Linked DNA regions of Mus musculus: regions 2 and 3 are each linked to region 1. Evidence: chromatin contacts called from public HiChIP or PLAC-seq data. All regions are on one chromosome and are shown on one strand. The core of a region is the stretch at or near the end of the contact, and the rest is flanking DNA. Distances in the headings are between cores, read along the strand shown.

Evidence for each region. HiChIP or PLAC-seq counts read pairs in DNA pulled down with a chosen protein or histone mark.
Region 2: an H3K4me3 HiChIP or PLAC-seq map of embryonic forebrain shows a contact between it and region 1, with 5 times the contacts expected there. The contact joins two enhancer-like sites. A contact is called at or near these places in 2 of 484 Hi-C or Micro-C datasets (embryonic somatosensory cortex and neural progenitor cells), 6 of 115 datasets of contacts at active chromatin or transcription factors (astrocytes, differentiating embryonic stem cells, embryonic basal ganglia and 3 more) and 1 of 9 other capture datasets (embryonic trunk).
Region 3: a contact with region 1 is called in an H3K4me3 HiChIP or PLAC-seq map of embryonic forebrain, with 8 times the contacts expected there. The contact joins two enhancer-like sites. A contact is called at or near these places in 4 of 484 Hi-C or Micro-C datasets (adipose-derived mesenchymal stem cells, cerebellar granule neurons, embryonic somatosensory cortex and 1 more), 3 of 115 datasets of contacts at active chromatin or transcription factors (astrocytes, embryonic forebrain and stem cell-derived neural progenitor cells) and 2 of 9 other capture datasets (embryonic stem cells and embryonic trunk).

Annotation. Positions count from the first base shown.
Region 1 is chr1:41,155,434-41,159,383 of GRCm38.p6, forward strand. No RefSeq gene overlaps it. Among named protein-coding and RNA genes, the nearest start is that of 4930448I06Rik, 24 kb to the right of the region's middle. Within about 2 kb of position 2,433, at least 49 of the 459 cell types and tissues checked have an H3K27ac peak or open chromatin away from gene starts, as enhancers often do. A contact at or near this core is called in embryonic basal ganglia, embryonic forebrain, neural progenitor cells and 1 more, where this site is marked.
Region 2 is chr1:41,603,108-41,607,129 of GRCm38.p6, forward strand. No RefSeq gene overlaps it. Among named protein-coding and RNA genes, the nearest start is that of Gm35935, 32 kb to the left of the region's middle. Within about 2 kb of position 2,479, at least 27 of the 459 cell types and tissues checked have an H3K27ac peak or open chromatin away from gene starts, as enhancers often do. A contact at or near this core is called in embryonic basal ganglia, embryonic forebrain, neural progenitor cells and 1 more, where this site is marked.
Region 3 is chr1:41,650,214-41,654,178 of GRCm38.p6, forward strand. No RefSeq gene overlaps it. Among named protein-coding and RNA genes, the nearest start is that of Gm35935, 79 kb to the left of the region's middle. Within about 2 kb of position 2,633, at least 64 of the 459 cell types and tissues checked have an H3K27ac peak or open chromatin away from gene starts, as enhancers often do. A contact at or near this core is called in embryonic forebrain, neural progenitor cells and stem cell-derived neural progenitor cells, where this site is marked.

The DNA of each region.
Region 1 (3,950 bases), core at 1,183-3,682:
TCTGTATTATTCCTTTGTAGAAGTACAAAGGATTTTAAAAATCAAAATATCTTTAGAATAACACTATATATTGGCTAATAAATAGTTTCAAGCAATATTCATATAAATATCATACACAATCACTTGTGTGCATGGGATTATGTCTGAAGAAACTCCTGCAATCAGCATAAACTTTTCCCAAGGGAAATAGGTATCTTTGAACCAGGCATAATCTAAACATAAAAGTATTGTTTTACTCAAACTGAATATTAGAGAAATTCATATAGATGAAAAACTTCAAATCAGGACTTAGTAAGAACCAGAAAGTACAATCTCTGCCAGCCCCCATCCCTTTCTTAGCGAGACCCCAGCTCTTTGATCCCGTGGAAGTTTAAAATCTTCATAATCAGTTACAGTTTGTGTAGAAAGGTCGAGGGCTTGCCTCAGCACATACTAAATCTTAAGACTTGGCTTAAGAAAATTCACAGTAGAAGAATAAAAAGATTCTCTTGGTGGGTGAGATAGGAAGGGAAACACGTTACACGGAGCCTTAGACTAAGCAATTATTGGGGCTCAACTTGCTCTTGCTTGTCATGCAGAGGAGGCGATTGCTATGAGACTTGTGGGCACAGATGAGCAAGGGAACAGAGGTTAGGTTCCCCTTCAATTCTTCTTTCCCACACCAGGCGGAGGAGACCCCCAGTCTGCCACCTGTGTTTCTGACAAACCTGTGTGACCTTCTAACCACCATACCCCCCATTTCATCCTTAGTAACTTTGAAGTTGGGACTCAAAAATGTTTCCACTTTCACTTTTAGACTCCCTGGTCTTGCCCAAAGGAGTGTGTGCTTCCTGGATGTTTTCTTTCAAATGTCTGGGAACGTAGGGCAAACCAAATAGAAGAGAAAAACAAACACTGAAGAGAACAGAAAAGGAAATGGGCTACCTTGAGAGACTCCTCCCCCCACTGACAGAACAAACGTGGCATCAAAACAGGACGTCATTTGTCATGCACGACTCCATTTGCTAGATGTGAATCCCATGGAAGGACATTTATCTAAATTATCCTGATAAAGTGCCATTACTCTGGGTAGAGAGAAAAATGGTCGGAAAGGCCAGTCAGCAAACGAGAATCTTGCTTTGGTTTAATTGAGGCAAAACCTAAGGGTGCATGGAGTAGCTAGTGCTTTGCACACTCATATGTATGTGTGTAAACTCAGTTCTAATACCCCAAAGTTATCCCAGTAGCTAGTCAGTCAGCTCTTAACAACACAACCCAAACAGTAGTGATTCAGGACTTTAATATAAACGGAGGCCTTCACTGCTTCAGTAATAGAAAGCCGGTTACCAGATTGTAAACAAATATAAGTAACGTCTGCTAGTCTGTGCTGACAACAGATAAGAAGATAAATGCAGATCTTCTCTTAATTAGCCTTTCTTAATTAAAAACAGCAGCAGCACTCTGATCAAAATGAACTCTGGTGGGAGTGTGGTCACTCGGTCTTCTGGGTATCACTTGAGGAAAATTAGATTTTTTTTTTTTGCTCTTTTCTAGGATAAATTGTGCACTAAAGAAGGAATAAATGCTGTCTGTGATCAGCGTCCCCTCGGTTTTTATCTGCCTGAGATGGATGTGTCTCTTGCCGTTTGCAGAATGGCGTGGGGGCAGACTTAGCCATCATTAGCACCCCGGGATGGATCCAACTCACTAATTACTTATGCTGTCCTGGTTCACTGAGATTTAAGTACCAAGTCAATCCCATTATCTGCAGTCTCCCAAGCTTGCCAGAGTCATCCGTCTTTCATGGAAAAGAAGCACCCGGGTTATCAATTGGACCCTGCAAGACTTGGGATTTTCCTACTTCGGAGAAGGCAAGATTAGTGGGACTCAAGTCCAGGCCCTGCTAAGCCGCACTTTGGATGCGATAAAAGTAAATAAAGTGACAATTATCCATAACTATGTGAGGAAACTGGGAGGGGTGAGACAGAGAGCGAGGGGAAACGGAAGGAAGGAAGGAAGGAAGGAAGGAAGGAAGGAAGGAAGGCAGGAAGGCAGGAAGGCAGGAAGGCAGGAAGGCAGGAAGGCAGGAAGGCAGGAAGGAAGGAAGGAAGGAAGGAAGGAAGGGAAAAGAGCACAGGAAAAGCCGGTCTTTTGCTGTCCTGCGGCCTGATGTTTCAAGCAGTTCTCTGCATCACCTCTGAGCCACACACGATAATTCATGTTACAAACACATGGTAATACACTCAGAAATCAGGAATTAAAGTATTCTGAAGGGCTGTGTCCTCTACCCCCTCTCCCCCCCCCCCCCCCCCCGCCTCCCTGGGAGAGGAGAGATGGAATTGGAGAAGCGGCCCTGGGAGCCTTGTGAGTGGGCGACATGCTCAGTCTGCAGGCGGGCTGTGAGGCCAGGCCTCCTCAGCTGCTGGGGTCCGGTGATTGGCACCTGCTCTGCTGAGGGGAAGGGCCTGGCAGCTATTGGCAGCGCTGTCACGTTCATTTGCACACTTTACGGAGCAGCAGTGTGGCTACTAATACAAAAAAGGATCTTCTGAGCAGCGTGACATCTCTCGGAATGGAATATTTGTCTTTACAAATGATTGCTCTGCTGCCAGCACTTGACACGGTGCTCGCAAACACGTGTAATTGTTGGAAGTGTAATGATGACTATTTGCATATTTAATGTTCAAACAGTTTTGAAGAAGCAACCTAGACCAAACCTTCTAGGGGGAGATTTGAATATGTTCAGCATCAACTCGAGGAGTCCCAGGAAGTAGGAGGCTGATGCGGGGGGGGGGGGGCAATGGCAGGGATAATTGGCTTAAAGTTCAACCACACCATCCTGTCTGGGTGCTTTTATTCCGGGACACAATAGCTCTCTCCAGGCTCATGGGGGTGGAAGTTCAGCAACACCAGAGATGTGCTTTCTCTTGGCTCCGTTTCAAACGTAAACTGCAAGACACTCTGTGTCAGCCTGGTTTTACATTAACCAACTGTGAATCCAAGGATGAGCGCCAGGAAACAGGCATGCAAGCTTTGCTGCTCTGAGCAAGTATATGCGGAATTTGTTACACACCGTGTAGCCACTGGGAGGGGGAGATGTCCTCTGGGCTCTGATACCCAAGACATCATCACTCCAGGGGTGCCGTCTAGTTGAAAAATCTAAAAATGGTGTCGCCTTTAGGTTTATAGGGAAAGTCTTTATTGTCTTAGGAGGCCCATTCAGTATTAAGAATCTTCAGGCTTTTATTCTGTGGGCCCTTGTTCAATCATTTCTCTGTCTGTGTCATTTGTCTCCTTCTCTCTCCCTTAGAAACAGAGAACCTTTGATAGTCTAAAATAAATACGAAGCACCCATTTTTCCTAATCCTCGAGCTCCTTAGCGTATTGTTTTCTGCAGCTGCAGCCTCTGAACTGGCTATAGCACCTGCTCTCCCTTCCTTCAATTTAAACTCACATGGGGCTATAGGTGTGAAGTACAAGGCTTTGTCATTCTGCCGGGTACATGTGACTATAGGAATTTGCTTGTAAGGCCACAGTTCTTCCTAAGGACCCCTCTCTGGAAGTATTCAGAACTCAGGTAATTTTGGATACAAAACGATAGCCCACCATGCAGTTTCTTAATGTGATACAGACACTGGCCCTCAGAACTCAGAACCCTGTCGTCCTGCCAACCGGTCTGATAGGGTCTGATAGGCTGTCGCAGCAGGCAGAGCCGTGCTTACCTGAACAACTTGAGATGTGGCAGCCCCACCGCCGCCTGCTCCAAATCAGCAGGAAAGGAGGGCTGAGATGGTCGTAATCATCGCGGGGAAGGTGCACCTTGCTGGAATCAATAGAATAATTTTTGATAATGTAGCCACTTGATCTGATAATTTGGCCTTTCACCTGTAGTGAGCAACTTCACTGGAGGCTTTTTGAGCTATTAGACGCCTCTTACTTGGACGCTATCCTGTTCTCATCTTCCAAAGTAT
Region 2 (4,022 bases), core at 1,229-3,728, 450 kb after region 1:
AGAGCCCTTAAACCGCATACACACAAGCAACTAAGTTGTTGGTATCAATATGTATATTAGCGCACATGCAGACAGACATATATGTATGTAACTACAATGATCCAAAGCTATCAACTAGAAAGTGTGGGCCTATGAAGGAGGCTGGAGGGAGCTGAGAGAGGCTAAAGGGATGAAAGAGAGAGAGAAAAAGTAACATAATTTTATTGTAATTAAAAACAGGCAGAGGCAGGCAGATTTATGAGTTCGAGGCCAGCCTGGTCTACAGAGTGAGTTCCAGGATAGCCAGGGCTATACAGAGAAACCCTGTCTCAAACCCCCCCCAAAAGACCCCCCAAAAAACAAAAAGCAAAACAAAACATACAAAAAATATTAAAATTATAAATCAAATGCAAAATAGATTTAAAACTGAATGTAAAAATACAAAAAGGAGAGAATGAAGAAGAAAGAGAGTGAAGGAAGCTATCCAGAAACTCTAACACTGTCTTTTGTTGTTTCTCTCTCTCTTGCTCGCTCTCTCTCTTGTGTTCGCGCTCTCGCTCTCTCGAGCTCTTGCTCTCACTCTGCATGGCATGAAATCATCCAACAGATTACATCATATTGTTTTCTGCTATAGCATACAAAATGGCTGAAGTCCAGTCACTACTCCATCTGATCTAGGCAGTCTCTCCTTAGAGTAACATGGAAAGGGCAGTAATAGATAGGGACTTTTTTAATTGTAATTTTTTATTGTTTAAACAACAAAGTAGCCATTGGACATTTTTGTAACCTTGTTATTTAGATAACTTATAATATCACTGTCCTGGTGGTAAAATGAAACTAGCAATATCCAGTAGCTCAGGTTGAAGACAAACTTGAGATTTTTTTCCAAATAAAGGCATTTTATGAGTATCTTTCTACTTTCTTCATACAAATTATTCATCTAGACATCTTTGGAGTCAGACTTCCAAGTGCTGTTAGGTCTCACACAGTACAAAGGGTCGACAGTCTGATGGACTCTGTTAATTCCTAAGGGAAGATCGATGCCAGGCTGCTCACACCACTCCATTAGCTGAGCTCCTTACGACAACGCTCTTAGAAACATTAACTGTGTGTTTTCTCGTGTTTGTAGAAAACTCTTAAAGGGGGAGAATTTTTGCATATCTGCAAAGGCTCCAATTATCCCTTTTTTTTGTCAGTAATATTTTAGAGATAACTGGGAGTCTTAATGACATTAGATGACTTTTGTTAACAACACCCCAAATTAAGTTTGGATCACTTCCCAGGTGCAAACATTATCAGTTCAAGCACTGTGAATAAAGGTTAATTTGGAATGACTGACAAAGACTGTAAAAGTTTCTTCTATCTTATTTTTAATTTATTTTGTGACTGTGAGTGACTATTATGCATAATCACAAAAGTTTCCAAATGCATTTCTATTCATATTTCTTTTTGCTCTTCATAATTACCCATAATGCCCATTCTTCCCTTTTATGATGATACCCTAGAATGATGATGAAATGTGGGCATTCAGGTGCTGTTAGCCATAAATCAACACTTTGGGGGCTCAATGGCTTTCCATTTATCTCTGAGATACAGCGTTTGAGGATTGATGCATCCTAACTATGTTCTTAAGTGAGGATTTTCATGTGAATACCAGTGCTAGCATTTAGACAAAGCAAATCATTAATCTGAATCTAAACTTTCTATTAACTATTCAGATTCTTATTTCCCTCCACTCCCCCCTTTTCTTCTCAAGGTCGCAGTACGGTTTCCCATGGATTCTTGAAAATTTGCCTTGAGTTTTCTGTCACTGACGATGTGGAGGCTCCAGTGATTACTTCGCAGCAAAAAAACGAAAGTTGGACGAACCTGGACGGGCCAATCGGGGCATGATTCCCATCACCAGGATTTATCTACTTTAGAAACGAAACAGTTAACCTAATCATCTCATTTTATTGCTAATTTAGAAAGGCTTTTCCCCGCGAAGTACGCTCTCACTTTTCTAAACTCACTGCTTATGACCTGAGTCTTTTATTCATCGCGCCATTACCGACAGCTAATCCCTCTCATGTATTGATAATTGGACAAAACTGGACAACATGCCAACTCCCGAACACCGCATGCCCCTGAGGCTTCTATTCAGCGATTCCTCCCAAACCACATTGCTTTCCAAGTTTGGTTCTTTCATTGCCTATCAATGGGAAACCAGTGAGAGATTTTCTCACTGCTTAGGAATTTGGCCAATTTTAACCTACCCATTGAACTTTCTTCTTAGGAAGAACTACAGTATACGTGGTTCATACGTCTTCCTTTTCTCACACATCCGTGAATAGCCTGCAATTCTTGTTTACTCAAATTATTGCTTTAGTGTATATATTTAAACCATAATTAAACAATAAGTATCTCTTCCAGAACTTAGTTTGTTTTGTGGATCTGAAGCAAATTCAATGGAGAGCTACCCCAGTGTCTGGGACTCATGCAGATTTATCACAGGATTAAGCCACAGGCACTACTTTCAATCTGTTTAATTAGTTCTTAAAATTATAGAAGCCTATGATTTGATACTAAATAGAAATCAATGCAATCCTTTCTTAAGGGGATATTCCATCAAAATTTGAATCTGTATTTCTACGTGTACATGGAGTTTAGGAAGTATTTTCTGTCTTCAAGCTTAATAAACATATTTAATGGCATCTGTCTGCTTGAAACAAGCCTTGGGGCATATGTTAGGAAGCAAGGACAAAGACTTTGGCAACTGAATTATTACAGAATGAAATTAAATGCTTACAACTGGGTAGCATTCATAGAGGCTCACAAAGAGAGGACAATGCAGTTCACACATTCGTGGCTTGAATTTATGCCCTTCCCAGTTCAATGGGAGAGTGTTGGCTGCCTTTCACACCTCCACGCAGCTGCAGAGAAAGCAGAGCCCAGAAAGGGGCACTGGAGCCTCTCTGCTTTGCTTCTCCTTCCGACCTTCATTGCAAAAACAAAAATTTTCTTCCAACATGACCATGTTTCCTCACAGCCTTTAACATACTTCACATGTTGCTTTCCCTAGAAGTCTGATATTAAAACACAGATGGGAAGCCATGCATTTTATTAAATTTAAGCACTTATGTTTAGAAAGGATGGGAAAGTAGCCAATACATGGATCGAAATGACACTCAAGAGTTTAAAAATTGGCCATTTAAGGAAGCTAACTGACTCCAGTCACAGGAAGAAGAAGAAAAGAAGCAGAATAAATATTAAATGGCAAACATGTGGGAAATAGGCAGCACTTAGGGTTGTCTGCCATGTTAGGCATGGTGGCAAATCCCTATTTTCAGTGCCAAGGGCTGAGGCAGGACAATCCAGACAAGGACAGCCTGGGTCTGCACTGTGATAACTCTTCTTGAGAAAACAGGAAGCTGTATCATATTGGTAGAAAAATGGCTTAGTATGTTCAAAGCCTTGATTTGATCCCTATCATTACGGCTAAAAACATTTCAATATCTCTCCACCTCAGTATACTCTTTTTTTTTAAAGATAATTTAACCAAATATTTTTTATTCTTAAATCACCAAAACCTAACTTTACTGTAAATTAGATGGACCCAGAGAATTGTCTTAGTAACTGTCTTATCAGCACAGATGTGACATTAATCAGTTTTCTTATTGCTGTGGTAGAATTCCGTGACAAAGGCAACTTAAGTGGGGGGGGGGGGGCGGCGGAGTATTTTGGCTAGAGGTTGGGGATTACAATCCTTCATGGAAAGTCTTGGCAGAGGCGCATAAGCTGCCTGGTCATGTGACATCAGTCAGGAGGTAGAGAGCTAGGTGTCCTGTCTTGTTTTTACTGAGTCCAAAACTCCAGGCCTTGGAATGGTATTGCCCACATTTAGGGTGGGAACTCTTTGTCAATTAACCTAATCTAGATAATTCCTTAAAGACATAACCAGAGATTTGTTTCCATCATGATTATAAATTTCATCAGATTGACAATCAAGATAAATCATAACAGATGTTGAGTAATTCATGTATTCAGCCACCCTCCAAATACAA
Region 3 (3,965 bases), core at 1,383-3,882, 490 kb after region 1:
AGGTTTGCCCACATAGAACAGTGTGTGCAGTGTTTGCATTGTTCGTATCTTAGATGTTAGGATAAAAAAAAGTCAGTATTACACAGATCACATTTTACCCCAAATGTATAATCTGCCGTTTTATGGATTGATTCTCCAGTCGTATTTGAAACCCTAGGTTATTACATCTCTGATCTGATATCGCAAGGATTCGCTGACTGAATGGTCTCAGGTGAATGAAAAAGCACATGCCTATCACACAGGACTGATTGCCACTGCATCACCCAGCACAGATGTTTAAATGAGAAGTCTGTTAGATATGCCACCAGGTTACAGACAGATATATGCCATGGTCCTACAATATAAAACATAGCAGGTAGAATGGCAAACTTCAGGCTGTGCTCAAGCATGCTTTGATCAATTATAACTACTTCCACCATAGCCCAGTTATAAATCTATTGCAAAGAATGAGAAGCTAAGGCATGCTTCATTTGCAAAATGTTATCAATAATTTCCCTAGTAATTCAAATATACTCTGATAGGATATGATTTGTAAATGATAAAATGGCAGCAATAAAGCATAATTAAATTTCAAATGGTATAATGAACTATACTCACTTAGGTGGGAAGTCTGCACCCACTCGCAGAGGACAGGAACATCACTGCAGTCAACGTACGCAATTATAAGCAAGAGTTTTCATCTCCACAGTGCCACTACTGCCTCTGCAGTACCCTCAGACAAGTATCAGATATGCCCTATCAGGGGTTGCATTTGACCACCCCAGGAGAAATTTACTTCTAAGAGAACTCCTGGGAGAAAAAGAGGTAATGATACTCGGAGATGTTGGGACTAATAGAATACCAAAGTTCTTAGGTCAGACTCAGAGTTCATAGGTCAGATGCCACCACTTGTTTCAGTGAGGTGAGTGTAATCATTCTAATGACTCTCAAATAAAATCTTACTTCATAGTTTAAAATCAATCTCTGCATTTCATCAAGAAAGTAGCATAAAATAGAATGTGCTAATAGAGAAGCCATGGTTGTCTAATTTTATGTTGCAAATATTGAGACATTGTATCTGAACTCTTTAAAGCTACTTTATTTATTTCTGTGCCACAGTAAAGGATGGACTACTATTTATTTAATATTAGTGAGGGAGTATGCAGAGGAAGTTCTTCTTCATCATCTGTTGGGCTCACATGTTATCTATTCTTAGTTGCTGGATTTCTTTTTACACCCTACCTTTCCTACTCTCATGGACAAGAACCAGCATTTTATCTTTTCTCTAATGCAGTTGTGTGAGAGTTGAAGCAGGGAGGATTTTTCGTTTTAGGTATATAACCATTAAACAGCTGTTTCTAAAGAATGAAATCACATGTCCTGTGATAGAACTAGAAAACCCATTGTAGTATCTTTGAGTGAAACAACCTATTTCAAACTATACACATGATTATAGTTGATCCACAAAAGCTCTTTTTGACCAATCTAACAGCAAAAGCATAAATAAATAAGGAGTCCAAGCCGGCTGTTAATTTTTCTTCACCTCTGGGTAAGTATAGGGTATTGCTGGCTGTGTTACTTTTGAGGTTCAAGGGTGATTCTATGGGCCATGATTTTCAGTGTGGATAAATACAGCTGAAGAGACTGATGTGTGACCTTTACTTTCCAAACCAAGAGCATGTGTAATCTACCCACCATTAATGCAGTTAATGCCCACATCCATATGCAGGAGAGACACTGGCTCCCCTTGGCCCTGGCCCTGGGCCTAAATGTTTCAGTGAATGCTGAGCCAACAATCCACAAAGGCTCTGAACAGTCTCCGGGAGCCGCCCCAGACTTCGCGAACAAAAATACCCGTGTGTGTGAACTTGCCTCAGAAACCCTTTCCTCGTGGGTTTGGACAGCAGCATCTCAAACAATGCTTTTGTTCAGTGGAATGATAGTGCTCCCGCAGACGCTTATCAATTATTGACTGCTTTTATTATATTCTTAGAAATAAGGTGACGATAAGCAGCATTGCTAACGTATGACATCCCTTTCATTATGAATGACTGAGTGATTTCCACACATTTTAAACTCCAAATAAGGAGGTGGGGAAAGGGATGGTAAAAAGAAAGACAAACCTCATACAGATTTCACCTCACTAACGACTTAATTGGCATCACCCCCAGGGTGAAATGTCCTAACACCCCACAACCTTTTATGACAGGAAGTGAAAATTCCATATCCAATTGGAGCTACAGGGATAATTTAGGGAGGCAGAATGTAATTATCCAATTAGGAATTTAGCCAGAACAGAAAGGTTAATCCCCCTTAGTCCTTTGAAAAGAGCCCATGGGATCTTTAATGACGACAAGGGGTCAGGACCTGTGTTTTACAACTTAAGCCAAAAAAAAAAAATTATTCAGACTTCTAGCTCACTTTCTGGAAAAACGGAGGAGTTCAAATGCATCCAACTTAAGGAGTTCTCCCATATCAGAACTGATTAAAACTCACCCATTTCCTGTATTCCCTTTTCTAGGTTACAGAGTCACAATGTGAAAGTTGTCTGGGTTTCACAATGGAGATGCGGGCTTGGCTCACGACACGAGTGGCATGCCTTCCTGCACATGAGACAGAAAATGGCAGCCCTGGTGCTGACTCAGGGGTTTGGAATGTGCCATTGATGCCTGGCTTGCCTCCAGCTTCAAGCTCAGGATCTGCCAAGTTGGCAGGCTGGGGAATTCGCTGTGGCAATTTTTCAAAATGTGAAGACTCAGTCCAAGGAGAGATTTTGTTTCTACATTTTAACTACCAGGACAAGTGACAGGGTCCCCTTTGACAAAGAGTCTGGTCTAAGACAGAAGAGCCCTACTCAAAGGAGAACTGACGGCATATTTGCAAGTACCTCTTATACAAATAACATCCCTTTTGGGCATTCATTTCAGAATTCTGGCCTAAGGAAATATGAATTACAAATTTTTTGTCTGGAAAGCACAGAACACAGACTTGCTGGATGTAGCAGAGATTCGCAGGTCTTCCTATCAGACAGAGTCATGTCATGGGTATTTACAAGTGAAACATTGCTTTCCTTTGGAGCCTAGCCAATATGGGATCATGGAACAGAGCTTTTTGAATTTTCAAAGCTGATAGTGAAAGTGGACGAGGAGGGGGAGATCTATAAGCAAACAAGTACAGCTTTGCCACAAACACTTTGGTGAAACTGGAACAGTACACGGGGATGTTGTTTATTTTCTAAAAGTTCCTTTCTGTCCCAGTAGCATTATTGAATTTTTTTTATGAGAGTATCAAGATATATACACAACAAATTAGGTTATTTGTCAGAGAAGGTATTAGCAGATTTGGTTAGTTTTAGTGAATCAATAGAAATTGTGGTCTTGTTCAATGCAGAAGGATCAGGTTTTAACTACTAATAATATGTCAGATTAAAATTATCAATGATTGATATTAGAAAATGCATCAAGCTCCACCTTCATGAGAATATCTAAAAAGCTTAGCCATGTAAAATAGAATATAAACACTGTAATATTTTAGACATATTTTTACTTTTTATAAAAATTCCAAGGAGACATTTTGTGTCAGATAATTTCAGATCCCTAAATAATTCTTTCTGTAAAAAGCAGAATAAAAAGATCATTTGTACAGGGAAAGGTGAGTTGCTGTTCTTCATATGATAATAGAATAATGATTACATTTGTACCAAAAATAAGAAAATACAGTCACCAAGTGAGTGAAATGCAATAAAAAATCTGAAATGACCAGTAATAATTAAAATTAATGTTAAGGTAATTTTTGTTCCCTCTTAATGTATTTAATTTTTATCAGGTCTATTGGCACCCGAAAAGACAAAAAGATCTTAATTCCATGTATTCACGATGGTCTATTTAGACCTTTCGTGGCAAAAATTAAAAAGAAAAGACAGATCATATGATTATCAACTGTCCTCTATTCAGGAAGAAGACTGACTGAGATGTCTTATGACTTCC